Linked DNA regions of Zea mays: region 2 is linked to region 1. A link is a contact called in public Hi-C data. All regions are on one chromosome and are shown on one strand. Each heading gives the region's core, a stretch centred on a gene start, on an enhancer-like site or on the middle of the called end of the contact. The rest is flanking DNA. Distances are from core to core; before and after follow the strand shown. Region 1 holds the start of LOC103649639 (protein IQ-DOMAIN 14). Region 2 holds the start of LOC100274580.

What was found. A called contact is a pair of places that touch in the nucleus more often than the background predicts.
Region 2: a Hi-C map of leaf shows a contact between it and region 1, with 4 times the contacts expected there. The contact joins the promoter of LOC100274580 here to the promoter of LOC103649639 in region 1. A contact is called at or near these places in 2 of 25 Hi-C or Micro-C datasets (both in leaf).

The regions. Positions count from the first base shown.
Region 1 is chr3:6,902,024-6,904,723 of Zm-B73-REFERENCE-NAM-5.0, reverse strand. It overlaps LOC103649639 (protein IQ-DOMAIN 14), which reads left to right and starts at 1,289. Exons shown (of 3, transcript XM_008675371.4): 1 at 1,289-2,453. The coding sequence starts at 2,001.
Region 2 is chr3:7,050,182-7,052,881 of Zm-B73-REFERENCE-NAM-5.0, reverse strand. LOC100274580 reads left to right here and starts at 1,262. Exons shown (of 6, transcript NM_001148933.1): 1 at 1,262-2,122; 2 at 2,218-2,302; 3 at 2,433-2,686. The coding sequence starts at 2,026.

The sequences.
Region 1 (2,700 bases), core at 40-2,539:
GGCGTTCACGAGATGGGCAATCAAGCTGGCGGGAAGGAGCTTCATACTCATTGGTTGCACGTCGTACTTGTTATATCTGAGCGTATCCCATCGGATGCAAATAAATAAATAAATGAAACTTGGCGCTACATATATATACTAATTGCTCGTACATTGCTACGGTTGCTCGTATATTGCTAATGATCCAAGGGCTCAGGGTCGTTCATGCCCTAATGTTGTTGAAAATAAGAAAAAACGAAGTCATGGAAATAGATAGGCTTCTACGATAAGTCTTTGGTTGTTTTTGGTTTAATCCGTGCTAGATGTTTGCCACTGGAGGGCTTTGGTAGTTGTTTTTATGTTTCTTTTCTTTTTGTCTAGCTAGTACAGTTTATAGCGTAAATAATGTTTTACATGCGCGTATCCCATCGGATGAAAAAAAAAAAAGAAAAAAAGAAATTTGGCGCTACATATATACACTAATTGCTCGTATATTGCTAATGATCCAAGGGCTTAGAGTCGTACATGCCCTAATGTTGCTGAAGATAAGGAAAAACGAAGTCATGGAAACAGAGAGGCTTCTACGACAAGTCTTTGGTTGTTTTTTGTTTAATCCTAGCTAGATGTTTGTCACTGGAGGCTTTGGTACTTGTTTTTATATATGTTTCTTTTCTTTTTGTCTAGCTAGTACAGTTTATAGCGTAAATAATGTTTTGCGTGATTATATATATGCACGATCCAACAGTATCATAAACGGATAACCGAGCTAGTCGAGCATGGGTGTCGGCGTTTGTATCAAACCTCTGTATGCTTTTTATACAAAAACAAGGTACTTCTGCCTCTTTCAAAAAATTGGTTCGATAAAACACAAACAAGCAGAGACTATGCCAACCCAATCTAACCTAGCTGACTGGAGCTGATATAAACCAGGTCAGAACGCGATATCAGCCAATCAAAATCCATGCTGGACACACACAGGCTGCCAAGACGCAGATCATGCAGTGCAGCACAGTTGAAGTATGAGAGACACCTGCGCCAAATTAAGGACAAACCTTTTTTGTAAATTTCACCGCACCATCTTGCTCTCTTTGCAGGTACGAAAGCTTTCTTGACTTTGTGTTTTTTTATAATATATATACTTTATAAATTAAGGACAAAGCATGGAGTACTTTATTATGATCACAGTTGTATAATATACAAGTGTCAGTATCATAGTATGTCCCTGCCCTTGCGATCGCGATACATCCATCCATCACACTCACACGACTAGTAGTACTACCACTGCAACTGCACATCAGTAGTACACGAGCCACGACGTCACTGCCGCCATTAGACACATCACCGCCAGCAGCAGCGCCAGCACCTTCGTCGCGCCTTTTGAACTGATCCTGCCGCTTTTTGAACTCATCGTCCACGGCGCACGCACCAACTCAAAAAAACCTCTTGGATTTGGGACGGCGACGCCCATTTCTTTTTTCTTTAATCCCGTCGTCCATCTCGTGCCTTTGCGCAGCCAGCTACTAGGGCGTCAGCTAAGTCGGTTTACACGCCGCACAAAAAACACACGAATATTCAGCTAGTAGCAGCGTGAGGAGAGGAGAGGGTCCCCCGACCCGTCGTCCATCTCGTGCCTTTGCGCAGCCAGCTACTAGGGCGTCAGCTAAGTCGGTTTACACGCCGCACAAAAAACACACGAATATTCAGCTAGTAGCAGCGTGAGGAGAGGAGAGGGTCCCCCGACCCGTCGTCTCTGCCTTCTTGCGCTGCATCTTTCCGGGTGCTCTTGTCCGCTAATGGCCCGCCCTCCTCTCGTTTTATTCCAAACCCGCTCCTCCCCTGCTTTCCCTCTCTTATTCAAACTCGCAGTCCCAGTCCCAGGCTCCATTTTTCTAACTCCACCGGCCGTTGCCACCCCCTCACTTCAGCTGCTTCTAGTTCTACCGCACCTCAGTGACTCAGTCCCCCGCTAGGCTCGGAGCGGAGCGGAGCCGAGCTTCACTTGCCGGCTGCGAATTCCGGGGATGGGCAAGGCGGCGAGGTGGCTCCGCGGCCTGCTCGGCGGCGGGAGGAAAGACCAGGAGAGGCGGGCCTCGCCGGCGCCGCCCACCGCGGACAGGAAGCGCTGGAGCTTCGCGAGGTCCTCGCGGGACTCGGCCGAGGCCGCCGCGGCGGCGACCGAGGGCTCCGTGCGCGGCGGTGGCAACGCGGCGATCGCGCGGGCCGCCGAGGCCGCGTGGCTCAAGTCGCTCTACGACGACACGGGGCGGCAGCAGAGCAAGCACGCCATCGCCGTCGCCGCGGCCACAGCGGCGGCGGCGGACGCGGCCGTGGCCGCCGCGCAGGCCGCGGTCGAGGTCGTCCGGCTCACCAGCCAGGGCCCGGTCTTCGGCGGCGGAGGGCCGGTGCCCGTGCTGGACCCCCGCGGCCGCGCCGGCGCCGCCGTCAAGATCCAGACGGCATTCAGACGCTTCTTGGTCAGTGGCTGGCTAGCTACCTGGCTTTCTCCTCTTGATTGATCCCTCCTTCGTCTTCCACTCTTTCTTCTTCTGTGGTCACTCACTCCACAAACACATTACACATACGCGCACAGACACAGGGGACCATGCAACAGTCGGCTCGTCTGAATACTGTTCCACTGTTCACTAAAGATTCTTTTTTGCCCCCTCCCCTGTACCAATTAATCATCACATGATTTAGCTTAAGTTTCTCTCTCTCTCTCTC
Region 2 (2,700 bases), core at 13-2,512, 150 kb before region 1:
GGCCTGAGCCTGAGCCACCCGTCGCCTCCAGGCAGCCATGTGAGCCCCGCCGCGGTGACACGGACCCAGGAAAGGCAGCAGCACGTTTCGTCTCCCCGTTGGCTGCTTCGCGTGCCGGCGGTGTGGGACCCGGCCAGCAGTGACGGAGCTACTCTGTCTGTGTGCCTGTGTGGGCTACTGCCAATCCCCCGCGATAGCAGCAGGCTCTGCAGCCGCGGGCATCTGCATCTGTGCCTGTGCGCCTTGGCGAGCGGGCATCAGCCTTTTTGGCACAGTTTGTGACTTGCAAACCGTTCTATCTGTTGTTTGCTGCTACGAGAATACGAGATGACTCTTATATTCTCTCTCTCTCTCTCTCATTCGAATAGGTATCTTATTTGAATTGTCTAGTTAATAAACTGGTCCTTGGTTTGAGGGTGGACTAACTAAAAGTCGTGTCAGTGTCTGTAGCCAATCGTAGAAAAGGATCCAAACAGGATCCGTATAAACAGCATGATATAATACTCCCTCACTAGACAGAATGACATCACGCCAAACTCCTGTCCTGTTTCTTCCCCCCCCCCCCCCCCCCCCCCACCCCCCAAAATCCTGCAAAGTCAGCTTGACGCGCTCGATCTGCATCCTGCAATTTCTTTTCTTTTTTACAGGCTATAAAAAAAGAGAGAGAGGAAAACCCAGACGACCAAATGCTGCGGCCATGGCCAGAATTTCGGAGCTTATCGTCTTATCCGATGGCCTTGCTTGCCTTCTTCTTTTATCCAGCACCAGCACCAGCACCGCCGTTTTTTGTCACGTTCACACATGCATGACGCGTCTACATCTACTGTACGTACTAGTAGTGCAAACAGCAAACGCCAGTGGCCAGTGGCCACGGAGCTAGCTGCCGCATTTCGGCAACGGCAACTCGTTTCTGCGGTCATTTTGTGAGCTCGGATCGAGTGAACGTAAGAACGCTCGTCGTTTTGTGAGGTCGTGTAGGGAGTGCCGTGCACACTGCGAGATACTCGTACGTAGTACTCCCTCCGTTTCTTTTTATTAGTCGCTGGATAGTGTAATGCGTAGAGTTTGCTTTGCGCAGCGAAGATCCGTCTGTATCCCCGTTAAGGTTTTCATATAATGAAAAAAAAAGGAGAGGAACACGGCGGAGGGAGGGATGAAGCGATGCGTGCGTGCCATGGAGCAGATTCGTTTCGCTTTTTGCCGCCATTTTTATTTATAAGGGGCAAGAGGCAAGACGAGCACCGCAACACTCTCTCTCACACACACCTGGCAACCTCCCTAGACCTGGAGCGCACGAGAGAGAGATAGAAGAGAGACGGACCGACGACCGACGGCGATCTCGATCGGTAGGCAGCCGTTGCTTCTTCTTGCTTGGCGGGCGGGGCGGCCACCATAGCCCTCTGTAGCTCTTGCCGGCTTTCCTTGTGCTCCTTGGAATCTCGCCCTGCATATCTTGTACTACAGTAGCTAGCTCCTCTGCTACTGTAGAGCTACAGGCAAGAGGGAAGCAGGCAGCGACCGAGCTCTAGCTGCCGGCTGTGCGACTGCGAGCTAGAGAGAGAGAGAGAGGGTGCGGGCGACGGACGGAACGGAACAGAGGAGCCTAGTACTTGTTGTCCGCTGTCTTTCGTCCGTGCGACTGGACCTTATTCCCTCACACCTGCAGCTTTGAGGCTCGGCCGTCACGTAGTAGTACGTGTACGTTTCAGGGAGGGAGCCTTCTGACCTCTTGTTCCCTTGCCGCCTTTTGGTCACCTCGGGCACCGCGAGGCGCAGCACCTGTGCTTCCTTCCGTCGTCTTCCTGCCTCCTCTTCTGTTCACCGCTCTGGCGCTCTCCTATACTCTTCTCTCTCTCTCGCTGAGGCAGGCGGGGGCAGCCTTTCCTCCCCGGTCGCCATCCTCGTTTATATACACACACCCTCTCTTGCCGAACCACTGCTCGCTTCTCTGCCTGCTTCTGCTTGAGTCGTGCCAGTGACCCGTGACCGTGACCGCGAGCTTCAGGGACGCGGGCGGCGGCGATCATGGCGTGGCGCGGCCCGCTCGGAGCCGGAGAGGAGGCCCTGGACAGCGGCCTCGAGCTCAGCCTCGGCCTCCCGGCCTACTTCGCCCGGCCTTCAGGTGTTCGTCTGCCACGATTGGAGCTAGTAGTACACTTCTTGTTTCCTGTCGCAAATGGCTACGTGGTTCCATGTTCTGACGTTTGGTAGCCTCAGGTTTGGACGCCGCCAGGGAGGAGCCCGCCGAGGCCTCTGCCTACGCTATCCAGGCCGCCAGTGGGAGCAATGTCTCCAAGGCAAGGTGGGTGGTGGTGGTGGTGGTGGTGCCGGGCTGCCGGGTGTTGCTGTTGTTCTCTCTGTTCGCTTTTCTAAAAGGCAACTGTCTAAAGGTCCATTTTTTTTCTTAATGGTCGTTCAATTCAATCCGCCAGGGTCAGGCCAGCGGGCGCGGCGCCGGTGGTGGGGTGGCCGCCGGTGCGGTCGTTCCGGAGGAACCTGGCCGCCTCCTCCTCCAGGCCGTCGTCGGGGAAACACACCCGCCAGGAGGGCAGCGCCAAGGACGGCCTGTTCGTGAAGATCAACATGGACGGCGTGCCGATCGGGCGCAAGGTGGACCTCACGGCGTACGGCGGCTACGCCGACCTCTCCGCCGCCGTCGGCAAGCTCTTCCGCGGCCTGCTTGCCGGTACGTACCCGCCT